Linked DNA regions of Mus musculus: regions 2, 3, 4 and 5 are each linked to region 1. A link is a contact called in public Hi-C and HiChIP or PLAC-seq data. All regions are on one chromosome and are shown on one strand. Each heading gives the region's core, a stretch centred on a gene start, on an enhancer-like site or on the middle of the called end of the contact. The rest is flanking DNA. Distances are from core to core; before and after follow the strand shown. Region 1 overlaps Gm29683 (predicted gene, 29683). Region 2 has its middle 35 kb from the start of Gm35209. Region 3 has its middle 130 kb from the start of Gm35209. Region 4 has its middle 5.6 kb from the start of Gm35209. Region 5 has its middle 75 kb from the start of Gm23815.

Region 1 (2,700 bases), core at 93-2,592:
ATACTCCCCCACCCCCGTTCTCTCTCTCTCTCTCTCTCTCTCTCTCTCTCTCTCTCAATTTTCTCGGCCCAAGAGGAAGCTTCATGCTCTCTATGACACAGACTGGTCTCCACAAGGAGAGAGGATCCGAGCCCTATAGGTAGGAAATGACAGGTGTCTGCAGGTTTGAGGTGAAGGTTGCTGGCGCTGCTCTTGTACCAGCCAGAAGATCAAAAAACGACTTCTGAAAAGGGCAGAACGGGGTGGTATTTTAAAGTTTACACTGAGCTTGTAGAGACAATCAGTTCTCAACCACTTCCTTTTCAGTCACAGAAAGGCCTGGAGTGCTGGGATAGGGTTTGAGAGAGAAACGAGCTTAAGGAACCGGGCAATCTTGCCAGAGACTTCTGCCCCTACCACTTTTCACACCTGCGCTGCCCAGTTTCCAGTTCAACCCTGAGCCAGAGAGGCTGCCTAAGCCTCTGGCCTCTGGGTCTGCCTGTTTTGTCCCTTCCAAATGCTTCTAGCAGGCACAGATGCTCTCACGGTCGCGTCCCTCTGGTGCATCTTGGAGAAACACTGGCAAACAGTGCTTTTCTGAGGAGCAGAAGGGCTGCTTAAGCGCCAGCAACAGGTCCATGCTGAGATTCCTCTGTCCTTCACCGGCCCCTCCTTCCACCCTCGCTACTGGGGTCCGCGGGGTAAAGGGGGGGATCTACTTCCCCCTTCCTCCTGGGTCACCCACAACAACCCAGGAAGGCAAACATCAGGTTTGCACTGTTTCTTTGGATAAACGCCTGGCTAAATGCTTCTAATAATGAATGGCCTTTCGCTGGACACTCGCTTGAACCGAAGAGAGGACCTCACTGGAGAACACCAAAAAGAAAATAACTAGAAAGTGGAAAGGAACACGGCCGGCGGCGGCCTCTAGGATCCAGACAAAGACATCTGAGTCTGTCCCTTTGCAGTCGCCCATCTCTCCTTCCTGCCTAGAGATCTGATTTGGTCCTACTGCGGCTCCCTAAGAGCCTTTAGATCCGACGTCCCTTCACTGGGGACCTTGAGCTGAGATCCCAGGGCTGGAAGGCTCCGATTCTAGCCGGAGCTGGAACCTGGTGGCCTCAACACTTGCGGGATGCTGCTACTGGGCCACAGTCCCTGCCTTGCCCACAGGAACCTAAACATCCCCGCGTCCTAGGTTAAGGTGGTTAGGGCGAGGGGGTAGGCTCCTGGACCAGCCAGGTCGAAGCGATGAAACAGCAACTTCTTCTTCTTCTTTTTTTCCCCCTGGCAGGGAGGAGGGAAATTCGTCGGAGGAGGTCGGTGGAGACTCCTCCTTCGCTCCGCCCGGAGGCAGCCAGAGCTCCGCTAGCGGTGCGTCTCCGCCCGCCCGAGCGTTTCCATAAATCAGGCCGCTGGCAGGCTGCTAATTAGCTCCGGCCGAAAAGAATGAGAGTTCTGTAGCACACGGTGGGTTGGGAGTGGGGGCCCAGTAGGTGGGAGATCAGAATTCCCCAGGATTAACGGGGGGACTCCTTGGGGGCATCTCCGCGCTCCCTGCCCGAGCCACCTCCGATCACCTCCTGCCAGCAAAGGCCCGCAAGTTCGGGCCTCCAGATCCCGCGCCTCCCGCACTGCGCGCACCTCTGCAGTCGACCTGGCCCGCCCACCCACGCCGAGGCCCCCTCTCCCACTCGCTGAGCATGCCTGGCGTTAATTAACTCCCCCTTCACCCGGTGCAGTATCGGAAGACTTTCAAAACTCGTCCCAAAGTGTTTCCTTCTCAAGCCTGAAGGCAGCGTTTGGAACGACCCGCAGAAAAGGGGGGCGGGGTGTGGATCTGGGGGAAGGGTTGGTTGCACCGGGATTTGAGATAACAAGACTTCCCCAGCGATTGTGTGGGTAGAGGGATGGGCTGTTGTAACCTCATCCCCTCTCCCCTAGTGAAAAGGCAAGACGGTCAGGGAAGATTAAAAATAACATTAAAGTTGGATTATTGATTTCCATGTAAATTGCCAGCCGAGAGAGCTACTTCTGTTTATTTTCTCTTTTCCTCCCCCACGCTTCTCTAAGCCCTCTGGGCTCTGCGCCCTCGGAGCCATTCCCACCCTCCTTAGGGACGAGACTCCTAGATGACATCACCAAGGAGAACGGCGGCCTCCCCGCCCCTGGCCTCAAGACCCCTGAGCAGAGATTGACAGGTGTCTCTAGCAAAGACAATGCCTTCCAGGTGTCAGTATTCCCGTTCCACCCCTCCCACTCCGCCCTCTTTGCTCCTTTCCCTTAACAACTCTCCTACCCACCCACTCTTCCTCCACGAGGCTTGTTCCTACCCCACCCCCACCCCCAACTCCTTGCTCTTTGCATCTGGGCACTAAGCTTCAGGTCCTGAGACTTAGGCAGGGAGCCGACGCCGAGGGGCCCGGATGGCGCTGGTGTTGTTTGTGCCCGAGGGGGAGGCCAATCCGAGATGCCAAAGGCTCGAGTGAGGGTCCAGGAGGTGGCAGGGCCCAAAGCGGGTAAAGGGTAACCGAGTGAGCATTTTCAAGGAGCCAGCTCAGTCTCTAGATTTCTGTCTTGACGTTATTCTCTACCCTCCACCCGCGATCTCTCCTCTTCTCTTCTCTCTCTCTCTCTCTCTCTCTCTCTCTCTCTCTCTCTCTCTCTCTCTCACACACACACACACACACACACACACACACACACACACACACTATAACA
Region 2 (2,700 bases), core at 191-2,690, 570 kb after region 1:
GTCCCACAGGATCAAATACCATCATCCACACTTAAAGTTAGGAGGAGTGGTAAATGTTATGTCATTAATTTTATAAATATGCACTAGTTAAATTAAGTGCTATCCAATGCTGTCAGCATTTAGCAAATGCCTATGCATATACTAGATTACATTAACCAAATATATGCCTAGGCTATTAAATACTCGCTTTGTAAGAAGATTTTCCAAAACTGATTTGTTTTCTTTTGTTTAAGGCTTGTATGGATTGTCAAGATAGCATATATGAAAGGAGGATTTTTACATCACATGTAACACCCAGACCTGACAAGTCACTGGCTTCACTATCAGCACTTCCCACATACTGTTCTTAATGGCAGTCAGAATCCTGATGACACACTTTCCTCCGTATAGTAACAGGACATAAGTGGAGGTATAAACCTGGACCCATTTGTCAATATCTGAATGCAGATAATATGACCAAAATGATCAGAGCTTTCAAATAAAATCCAAGGATCTTTATCTCAATTCACCTTATTTGGATAATTGTGCTTTTATCAGTTCTAGTAATCTGTTTTTTTTTTGTTTTTTTGTTTTTTTTGGTTTTTTGGTTTTTGTTTTGTTTTGATAAAGTGTCCAGTGTATCTTGGATGTATTTCTCAGAAAGCAATGATTGAAATCAAGGCAGCCCACGGAGTGAGAAGAAGCGAGAGGAAACAATGACCAACAATTCCAAGATAGTGAAGACACCAGCATATGGGATTTTGATGACATGTCAGTAATATTTGTTTTAATATCCCTCTCTTTTTTACCTCTTTGGCTTCTAAAAAAAATGTGAGATGAATACCTCATGTCATGTCACAGGGAAGTCACACTGTAACTCCTTTGAGAACCTAAGAATACACGCTTGGTATAAATGGTCAGGGCTGTGAATAGAGCCTTCCTGAAGACTTATTTCTAGCCCAGGGCTTCTCAAAATTTAGTTTCGAGAATTAGTCTCTGTTGTGAGAAAGTCCTGTGTGTTGTTTGATTTTTGGAAACATCTAACCCATCTATTCATCCCTATTGAAAGAAACAAAACATTCCTCAAATTGCCATATATTTGAGGGACACATGCCCGGTGACCTTAAGTTTAGCAACACTGCTCTGGAATAATTCCTTCTTTTTATTCTGGTTGGTGTCTTCTCATCTCCTCCTCTGCCCTCCTTAAATCTTTGTCTCATGATGCCTTCTCACTCTTCATGTCTAAGCTACGAAATTTTTAACCTCCTCTGTAAATCCTAGTTGGGAAAATGTATGCACCCCACTCTGTTTTTTTTTGTTGTTGTTGTTGTTTTGTTTGTTTGTTTGTTTGTTTTTTGTTTTTGTTTTTGGAGAGAATACTCTACCCCAAGCTTCTGCACACAGGATAAGTAGTTCATTTAAAAACAGAACCAAGGCTATGAAACTTCAGCACCCAGGACAGTGTTCACCATGGCTGACATGTGAGCGGCCAGAGTCTCTGAGATGGATGCTGAGGAAAGAAAGGATCTGAGATTAAATTACTGACAGGTGTTGCAAATATCATGCTCCAGTGTGGACCCGATCCAATCCCAAAGCAGTCTCCGTTGTTAGACTAAACTCAGCTTCTTTCACCGGTGCTTTCTGTAACCTACTTTACAAACCATAGCGAAGAAAGAAATTTCAAAGGTGACTGCCTGCTTTATTTGGTCTTTATCTTCCCAAAGAACTCATTTTGGAAATTCAGGTTGGTAAAAATATCAGCCAGGTCTAGGTGCTTTTTATTTCAAGATGGCAAATTTCCCTGGTAGCCAGGCCTTGGGGAAATGGTCACCTCAAGAGGAGGAGAAAGGAAACGGAGATGCTTCCTGGCTCCCCCGTGTTCTCTAGCCAATCTGCTCCTAGAGAAGCAGCTTGGCAGGCTGCAGGCCTTTCTGTGGGGTGTGTACCACCGAGACTGGCCACAATAGCTAGCTTGCACCCAAGCGCTGGCTCTGCTCCTGCGTTATTAAGATTTTTCTATTCTGTTCTTTCTCATTCTTCTTAGGGTGGGCCATTTCAAAAGAGGAGAAATGACTCTAATTTGGTGCTTTTAAGACAACACGGGCAAAAATTGGAAACATATGGATGCATGGACTCCTTTTATCATTTGCATAGGCCCACAGGCATTGAAGAGAATGATATGCAAACAAGTTGTGCTTCCTCTCTCAAGCAGGGGCCTCTCATTCTCTTTGACCATGTAAATGTGTCCACAGAGGATGTAGCTTAAAAAAACGTGGCATGTGAGACAACACACATTCATGGTAAACAAAGCATAAAGCCGTGATAATAAGTATTTCTCTTCTTTATATGTTTCCCTCTCTTTCTTATCAATCAACAAGTAGGCGAGCAAGTTAACAAAGGAGTCAAGCCATAGGGCTCAGTAGGGTAGAGAAAAGCTGGAACCTTCAAGATCATGTCCTCACTCCTGTTCTCAGTTAGCCCACGCTTTTCTGTTGTGTACCTCTATCTTTCTCCATGAGTCAACACACTTGAAGTATTAAAACAAAACACAAGCAAAAGCAAACAAACGAACAAACAAGCAAAACCAAGGAGCAGCTTGTGAATTGCAGGGTCTCCTTAGGCTCATTTGTTCAACCCAGAAGAGGCACTGAGAAATCAAGATCCCATTCACATTCGAGGTGTCGCATAGGCGTGAGAACATCTTTGCTTTCTTTAGTGACT
Region 3 (2,700 bases), core at 7-2,506, 660 kb after region 1:
GTGTATAGGAGTGAAATAAGAATCTCTGAACCATTATTTCTCTAGAGCTGAGAAATAATAATGGACTTATCTCACCAACATCCATCTAGGTTAGTCATAGAAAACAACAACTTTGAACACTAGATATTTGCATTCCGAGAGCTTACAACAGTACTGATTGTATTATGTATCTTTGCATTCTTTTGTTAGCTTAGTTGGTACTTTTGTGTAAGAACTTTGGGAACATGGTGACCATTGTTTCAAATGTTGATGCCCACTGTGGACTCATTTTGCCATAATAAGTCAACTAGTCCTACTAACTCTTCTTTGTTCTGTAAAAAATAGAATACTTACTAGGTTCCATTGAGAGTTAAGTAAGTTTGTTTTGTTTTGTTTTGTTTTAATTTAATAAAAAATCTTATTCAACAATCTTTTTCGTTTTTTTTTTTCCTTGAAGTACAAGTAGTGGCTACCCTTAGTTTCACATAGGATTATGGCCTCTCTTTATTTTTGGATTTATAGCTAACAAACTTGTACACAGCCACAATCTCACTTACTTAGTCAAGGTAGAAGCAGGTTTAAGAAAAGAGTCATAGACTTGACTCAGTGAATGAGTGATGGGTTAACATGTCCTTATATAATAGGAAATACTACTGCTATCATTTTTGAAACATCACTAGAAAAAAGTCATCACTAGAAAACAATGGTTATGGTTTCTCTTCAGAAGGTTGATGACAAACACCTATGGTTTCTATGGCAGTGGAATCAGTAACCAGAGTTCTAGCTCATCCAATAGGCACTAAGAAGATTCAAATTATTTTTTCTCTCAGCTATTCCTTCTCTTATGATAAAGCAAATGAAAAAATTTTTTTTCTCATCATTCATAGTTAATACCTTTGTAAACACTGATTTTAGCTTTTTGCTAGCTTCTCCATGGTATAACTGCAACACCAGGGTTGACTACTTTAGTGCACATAAAAATATTCTTAAGCAATTTCTTCAGCTAAAATATTAGTTTTGAATCTTTGGGATATATGACAATTCAAAGATCTTTTGGTATACAATTTTTAATTTTTTCCTTTCAAGCAATTGTATATTATGCTTAGTTTCAAATGAACTTTTCAGAATTCAAAGGAGCATTTGTCTCATTCATTCATACCATCTCAAAACCACCAGCATCAGGAAATAATATCCACGTCAGTCTGTCTTAGTCAGACCTCTCCATTGCTAGCAGTAATTGGCAAAGTGAGTTGTTCAAACATTGTAGAGATCCTTGCAAATATGCTGGGCTGCTTGCAGAATATCTGAGACAGCCATTGAATCAAGCTCAAAAAAATGTTCAGAACAAATTACAACAGTGCTTTGTCATCTCCATGAAACAAATGCTATGAGGAAACTGTAACAATTTCTGCTGAGTCACTGTAGCCATTGACAACAAGCATCCTGGTTACCTTTATCAGCATTTGTCTAAGGAAAAAAAACAAAAACATATGCCACTGCCACTGTAGCCACAGTAGAGTCTCTGTATTACTATCTGTTGAACAGAGCATTAGATCAATACATTTCATTTGTCTGGTTTAGACTGTATGAGAAGTTGGTAAACAAACAAGTGTTGTCTCCACAGGCTTAGATAACACAAATTTTGTCTTTTGCTCAAATTTCACAATAGGACATTTTCTAGATCAACAGATATCACTGATAGTCTAATAGGAAAAACAAAACAAAACAAATATAGAGCCCAGACAGTGGCTCCTAATAAGTTGTTTGCTCTGAGTTACTGTATGTTACGTGAGAACAGTGTAGCTGTCCAAATGAACTAGGTAGTAGCATAGTAGCAAACATTTTAACTGAAACCAATAATTTGTCATTCAGTATGAATAGTTATGCTAATAGCTAATAGGCTTTTTTTTTGTTCTATGTTACCTATTCCCTGAAGTATTTAAATATTATGGGGATATCATATCCAAAAATAAACACACCAATAATTAATCAGTTGAGCACTGTCTGTTAAAGACTTACATTTTCTTAGCAGTTTCAAGAAGGAAGAAAAAAGTAACCTTGTCTGGGCTGGAAGGATGGGAAATGGATCTGAAAGTCGGAGTAACAACCACACATGTGCCCTCCTTAGGAGCAAACTCCAGCTCCATAATCCTGTACAAGACAATCTTTTTCATCTTGTAAGAGTCAAGACAAAGGCCTATTCAATGAGTTAAGGTCTCATGTAATAATCTCTTTCTTGGAGGGAAGACTTAAATATTACTACCCTGAATCCTTACATGTACTGTAGAGACGAAATCATGAGTATGTAATGACCACAATAAATACCTCTCAGAAGGGCAAAAACAATGGTGGCAAACACAATCTTGAATTTTGCTGGGAAGACACCTTACAGTGGTATATTGAGAACAGCAGCCTCCAACCCCAATCTATCTCCTGTTTTCATGGAATTCTGTGCACTATAATTCCACAACTGAGTTTCTTCCATTTCTATTCTCTTTAAGAGGATTTTGGGGTACCTGGCCTTTATGTAGGCTCACCAACCTTCTTGGCTCACTTCTAACTCAGGAATAATTGATATTAAAGATTCTATTCTGCTTAAAATATTCCTCTTTTTGTTTAACTGGATACTTTGTTTTGAAACAATTTTAGACACTCTTATGGCCGTAAGAAATACAAAGACATATCAAGTATCTTTCATCCAATCTCCATTTATAGTCAAGT
Region 4 (2,700 bases), core at 79-2,578, 520 kb after region 1:
TCTTTTTCTCTCTGCGGGTACTAAAAGTAATTCTGAAGGAAAAAAAAGAAAAGAAAGAAAAAGAAAAGAAAAAGCAACAAAAGAGATATCAGATCTAATATCCCACCCAATTTCTGAGTTAAGCCAGTGGCAGGTATGCTTCGAAGCAAGACTATTTAGACACATTGATTTTTGTTGTCACTTTTCTCCCTATTTCATATGTCACATCAAGGCTTGGAAATTAGATGAATGTGAGAGGGGTCCGCTGATGGCTGTTCCTCAGGAGGAATTTTCAAAGTCAGCCTAGCTTTGGTTGATAAAAGTGGTCCTGCGCACAGCTCTCCCCTGCCCACGGGGAAGTTTAGGCAAACTCAACTTCATCACTTTACTGGGATTCTGGGTTGTCAAAGAGGCAGCTACAAACTGAAGTCTGGGACATTTTAAAACTGACGAATTAAGAATGGAGGGGGGAGTACGAAAACAAACCCCACAAAACAAAAGACAGATACAAAAACCCAAGCTCCAATCGCCTCCTCCCGCCCCACCCCCACACGCTTCAAAGTCCTTTTAAAATGAATACCAAGTTTAATTTCAGTAAAGAAAGTTTAAACGTATTTTTATAGAGGAAGTGATGTAGGCAGCATTGTTTTCAATCATATACTTCTAGGGTAACGTGTGTGCATCCAGCCTTTGTGTCTTGATAAGTTTTAATAATAAATAGAAATCAACGCTCAAGACTGGAGTGTCTATTATATTTCTTTTGTCTCAAAGGTTCCTTCCATGTTGTGTCTATCTGTCCTTGTAAAATATCTTTTTTCCCTCCACATTGCAAAGTGTTCTATGACTTAATTTGTGACATAGATACGGAATGCTGGTGGAGTCTAAATTATATTTGACGGAAATAAAACTGACTTTATCTCATGTCAAATAGAAAATATCACTGTGGTCCTGCAGCCTGAATAAATTAGAGACATTTTGTACAGAGGACTTTCAGAACAGAAATAAACAACATTAAAAAGATAAAGAAAAGGAAGAAAAATATTACTGTTTAGGCATTTGGTCTGTACAAGAAAAATGTAGATAGCCATAGTTAAAAACAATCAGTAAGTATGGCAGATACACAGTAAGATGATTCAAACTGAAAATATTTATGAACAATGAAAATAAAGTGGTTTGTTCCCATCTGCCATAGATAAGGAGGTCACAAGTGGAGTGGGAGGAGGAAGTGGGTTCGGATTCGGAGTTTGGGCTTTTTGCCTGTTTGTGGAACAGGCTGAGGTCAAGGTTCCACAGCAGCCCTGCAGCAGGCTGCAGTGCCCTCATTTAGGAAACCGTGCAGCCACTCTGGAAGAGCATGCAGGGCGTGGCGTCCACGCCCTTGGCGACAGACCGTGATTTCCTCTCTAGAGCAGATATGGCTCCTTCTCTGCCTGGGGACTCTCCAGAGCCTTTAGGAAATTTTATTTGCACCCACAGGGAGAGAGAGTTTGCTAGGCTGTAATTTCCTATGATTTGAAATATGGCATCTGCAGGCCTCCCGTGTGGGATCACTCAGGAAAAACAACAACAAAGGGGTTTATCTTTTAAACTTGGCTGAATACCCAGTGATTTTAAACTCAAATTCCTCCTCACAGCCTATTTTTTTTTCTATAAAAATATGTCTAGGTAATTTTGTGGACAATTTTGTGCAGTGGTGTATTACACTGTGGTAATTGTTTATTCACATGTTATTTTTAGCCTAAATGAAATTTGCTTCTCTTAGTTATGTTATTTGAGATATGAATTTAAATAAATTACAATAGGGAAATGTTAATCACTAAATAACAAATAAGCATTTGTGAAAACGGGGATTGAGGTTAAAATTATAAATCAGAAAGTAAATTTTAAAAATGAATATTATTTAAAATATAGATTAGTGTCAGTACGTGAGGTCTCACAGTCCTCCAGTTGCCCCATAACCAAGACTCAAGCTCTCCGGCCTTAAGTCTGGCATGGGTGGCACACAAGCATCTGATGACAGTCCTTAAGGCTGTACAATTACGGGGGTTACAGAGAATACAGAAAGTCAGCTAGACACAAAGCCTCAGTTTCCATGTCACAAAAAATGGGAATTATTGCTCCGTCTTCTCTAAGCATTGAAAGCATTTCAATTTTTAGCTGAATGCTAAGGAAGAAAAAAAAATAGAAGGGGAGACCAGAGCTGCAGTTTTTATGATAACTGTCCATTTTTTTTTTTGCCTTATCAATACAGAAGACAAGAAGAAATACAAGCTGGACACAGGTGCAGTGATTATTTCTCCATAGATCTGTAGAAAGCAGTAGGTTAATTGGTAATTATGGCCATGGTATGTGGAGAAACACACACACACACACATGCAAATAAATTGTCAGACATACAAATATTGCTAATTTCATCAAGTATGACTGTAGTTTGGGGACAGAAGTTTTAATCTTCCAGGAGAAAATTAAAATCTGTATTTCCACTCTGCATCTGTTAATTCCAGTGACAATAGTTTTGTGTGGTTGTATGTATCTACCTAGTGTGTACGTGTGTGTTTGTGTGTGTGTTGGTGTATGTGTGTGTTTGTGTGTGTATCTGTATATGTGTGTGCATGTGTGTAAGTGTGTTTGTGTGTGTGTGTGCATCTGTGTATGTGTGTGTTTGTGTGTATGTGTGTGCATGTGTGTACATGTGTGTTTGTATGTATCTGCTGGGATTGA
Region 5 (2,700 bases), core at 144-2,643, 760 kb after region 1:
CTGATCATAATTTCCAATTTTGAAGATGACAAAGTGATTCCTGTTGCTTCACATGGAGACGTGGAAAAGGGTGTTGAATATTAGTCATGTACTTTGGTCTCTGTGTTATCTCTATTGAAGCGTAAGTTCTATATGTAAGGTACCCTATTTCCAAACCTACTTTAGTATATGAAATTATTATGAATTTCTGTTTGTCAGTTGTCTCTTTGGGGGGGTATCATTCATAATCGCTTCCTTTCTGAGCTGCAGAAAGTGACAAGTGTCTGTACTTAAAACATGCTTTTCCACAGTGCACACATGCATCTTTCTATGTCACGTTTATTTTAACCATTGAACCCAATACAAAAATCTTTTCCTGTTTTTCTGCTCCAGGGAAAACCTACTTGTTGGTTGTGGTCCCATTTAAACCTTGGGTCACTTACTTCATCCTCCCAAACTAACTGTATTTCCATCATGGCAAATAGTTCTATCTCCTCTTAGTCACTTTACCCTCTGAACCCTGGAGCCAGCATGTTATATTGCATTTTGATAACAAATGACCATCCTTGAATCCTCTTTAATCATTACTCATAGGATAGAGTCTATTCTGGCCAAGTTTGCTTTCTAATGAAACATTACTTAGACTCTATTTGGGCTACTGGCACTTGTTCAATGAACATTCATTGAGCTCTTCATCAGAAGGTATCAGAGATAAATCTGTGACATCTCTTCCTCCAAAATATATACATATAAAGAAACGGTAAGACTTAGATGTTGTGTTCATGAGTGAGGGCTACAAGAAATATATGAACTGTATACTTGCAAGTTGCCAGGAAATTCCTGTTCAATTTTTATTTGATATGCTACTAAGTGCTGACAAAACTTATGTCCCTTTGGATTCTCTCTCTCTTGCTCTCTCTCTCTCTCTCTCTCTCTCTCTCTCTCTCTCTCTCTCTCTCTCTGTGTGTGTGTGTGTGTGTGTGTGTGTGTGTGTGTGTGTGTGCCTATGTGGCTGTGATTAGGTGGGGCATGTATTTTTTAGACAGGGTTGCTCAGTGGTGTGAATCTTGCCTCTGAGAAAGAAAATCAGTAGGCTAGTTTTCTCTGGCCCACAAGCTTCAGAAATCTTCTGGCTTCTGCCTTGCAGCACTGGAATTATAAGTATGTGGCACCCAGGTACTGGGCAACAGAACACACAACCCCTTTGGGGCAATGGAAACACTTGATTAACTGTTCTATTATCCCAGCCTTATATTTCTTTTTTAATTTTATAATCACACTGAGTTTCGGGAAAAAGTTGAACCGACTCTGATTTCAAAACCTTTGTTCTTCCCACGCTGGTACATCACCCATGAGTCAGTGAATAAAGAGACACTGAAGCCTACCACCCATGAGTCACTCTGTGAAGAGGCTTTGAAACCCACCATGGGCGTACCAGAAGTCACTACAAAGCACAGAGTCCTCCCTGTGATGCTGCCCCTAATGGGCTCTGCCAGGTTATGTGTGCAGCTTGGCTGCCCACTTCAGGCAGAAAATAAACAGTACCTTAGAGTTCTAAATGATGCCGTCCTAGCAACTACCAGATTAAAAATCCATGGCACAGTCTTCTCTTTCTCCTGTAACTGCATGGATGTCACCAGAACAGAAACCACATGTCGCCAGCCAACATGTACTGGCAGAACTTAGTCTTTGCTTCATTAACTAATGTCCTCATGTTCTACATGAGTCATTTGAAACATCTTCAGGACCCCAAATCTCAATGTGCAAAATGAATCTGGAAAATATTTAGTGGAGAATAACAATACGTTTTTAGCCCAGAGTCACGAAAGTAAATCCCAATGTTTACTCTGGGAGTCTCCTTCAAATTATATAGGTTCTTCAGAAAGATATATTTTAGTATGTCTTTTGTGGGATCAAACGCGTTTTGTGGATGAAATTCAGCAATCCCTGGGAAGGGTGGTAGGCATCAGCAGGGAGAGGGTTAACCAAATGTGCCCCCAGAGCTATCCAGAATTTTCAACTAAGAGGTTGTTCAGTCTGCTGTGAACCCCAATTAAAAATAAAACCCCTAGCTGGGCAAGCCCACCCCATCCTTAGGATAAACAAGATTTGATTCACTGCAATCACACTGTACTAACAGTGTTGTAGAGTAATACAGTATATATGCCTCCTCTGGGGAGGCACAAAAGAGGCGGCTTCATTATCATCTAGCCAGAAGGATGGGGCATAGTTAACACCTTTCTGGGTGGGCTGAAATTAATGACCCTCCCCCCCCACACTATTGCCTACCTCCAAGCCCCTTTATAAATGACTATACAACACAGTAGTTGGTATTCAGATCACAAGAGAGGGCATTTAGCCAAAGCATTTGTCTACAGGGTTTGATCTCTTTTTAATTTTATTCAGATTTACAACTGTGTTATTCTGTGAGATAACTGGACCCTGTCTTTCGTCGACCAGAGCCTTCCCTACTCAAATCTGAACATCTGAAGTTAATACTAATTTTCGAGATTGGATGCAATGTTTTTTCCCTAAGTGTTTTTGCAGGCAGTTTTCCCATAGCTACAGTGAACCCGGGCTCTGCCAGGCCGTGTGTGCAGCTTGCCTGCCCACTTCAAGCAGAAAGAGTGGGCTTTGGGGACAAAAAACACTGGACTTGTAAATGTGTCACAGAAGGTTTAAAATTCGCAGATGGTCAAATGCATGGGGAATTCAGCTCTC

What was found. Hi-C and Micro-C count contacts between places; a contact is called where the count stands out from the background. HiChIP or PLAC-seq counts read pairs in DNA pulled down with a chosen protein or histone mark.
Region 2: a contact with region 1 is called in an H3K4me3 HiChIP or PLAC-seq map of craniofacial prominence, with 3 times the contacts expected there. The contact joins two enhancer-like sites. A contact is called at or near these places in 1 of 15 datasets of contacts at CTCF or cohesin (the NIH/3T3 cell line), 1 of 484 Hi-C or Micro-C datasets (nephron progenitors), 7 of 115 datasets of contacts at active chromatin or transcription factors (the NIH/3T3 cell line, craniofacial prominence, embryonic brain and 4 more) and 1 of 9 other capture datasets (embryonic stem cells).
Region 3: an H3K27ac HiChIP or PLAC-seq map of the NIH/3T3 cell line shows a contact between it and region 1, with 7 times the contacts expected there. The contact joins two enhancer-like sites. A contact is called at or near these places in 4 of 484 Hi-C or Micro-C datasets (adipose-derived mesenchymal stem cells, nephron progenitors and uterus), 4 of 115 datasets of contacts at active chromatin or transcription factors (the NIH/3T3 cell line, embryonic stem cells, kidney and 1 more) and 1 of 9 other capture datasets (embryonic stem cells).
Region 4: a contact with region 1 is called in a Hi-C map of the C2C12 cell line, with 6 times the contacts expected there. The contact joins two enhancer-like sites. A contact is called at or near these places in 2 of 15 datasets of contacts at CTCF or cohesin (the NIH/3T3 cell line and stem cell-derived epiblast-like cells), 70 of 484 Hi-C or Micro-C datasets (the AML12 cell line, the C2C12 cell line, the MC3T3-E1 cell line and 34 more), 18 of 115 datasets of contacts at active chromatin or transcription factors (the NIH/3T3 cell line, PVALB interneurons, astrocytes and 15 more) and 1 of 9 other capture datasets (embryonic stem cells).
Region 5: a contact with region 1 is called in an H3K27ac HiChIP or PLAC-seq map of the NIH/3T3 cell line, with 11 times the contacts expected there. The contact joins two enhancer-like sites. A contact is called at or near these places in 1 of 15 datasets of contacts at CTCF or cohesin (the NIH/3T3 cell line), 22 of 484 Hi-C or Micro-C datasets (the C2C12 cell line, MC3T3-E1-derived osteoblasts, adipose-derived mesenchymal stem cells and 10 more) and 17 of 115 datasets of contacts at active chromatin or transcription factors (the NIH/3T3 cell line, astrocytes, craniofacial prominence and 12 more).

What each region holds. Positions count from the first base shown.
Region 1 is chr7:70,330,538-70,333,237 of GRCm38.p6, reverse strand. The region is part of intron 1 of Gm29683 (predicted gene, 29683); the gene reads left to right. Among named protein-coding and RNA genes, the nearest start is that of Gm29683, 5.9 kb to the left of the region's middle. Within about 2 kb of position 1,342, at least 109 of the 459 cell types and tissues checked have an H3K27ac peak or open chromatin away from gene starts, as enhancers often do. A contact at or near this core is called in the C2C12 cell line, the NIH/3T3 cell line and craniofacial prominence, where this site is marked.
Region 2 is chr7:69,765,396-69,768,095 of GRCm38.p6, reverse strand. No RefSeq gene overlaps it. Among named protein-coding and RNA genes, the nearest start is that of Gm35209, 35 kb to the left of the region's middle. Within about 2 kb of position 1,440, at least 1 of the 459 cell types and tissues checked has an H3K27ac peak or open chromatin away from gene starts, as enhancers often do. A contact at or near this core is called in craniofacial prominence, where this site is marked.
Region 3 is chr7:69,669,002-69,671,701 of GRCm38.p6, reverse strand. No RefSeq gene overlaps it. Among named protein-coding and RNA genes, the nearest start is that of Gm35209, 130 kb to the left of the region's middle. Within about 2 kb of position 1,256, at least 5 of the 459 cell types and tissues checked have an H3K27ac peak or open chromatin away from gene starts, as enhancers often do. A contact at or near this core is called in the NIH/3T3 cell line, where this site is marked.
Region 4 is chr7:69,806,034-69,808,733 of GRCm38.p6, reverse strand. No RefSeq gene overlaps it. Among named protein-coding and RNA genes, the nearest start is that of Gm35209, 5.6 kb to the right of the region's middle. Within about 2 kb of position 1,328, at least 4 of the 459 cell types and tissues checked have an H3K27ac peak or open chromatin away from gene starts, as enhancers often do. A contact at or near this core is called in the C2C12 cell line, where this site is marked.
Region 5 is chr7:69,572,699-69,575,398 of GRCm38.p6, reverse strand. No RefSeq gene overlaps it. Among named protein-coding and RNA genes, the nearest start is that of Gm23815, 75 kb to the right of the region's middle. Within about 2 kb of position 1,393, at least 15 of the 459 cell types and tissues checked have an H3K27ac peak or open chromatin away from gene starts, as enhancers often do. A contact at or near this core is called in the C2C12 cell line and the NIH/3T3 cell line, where this site is marked.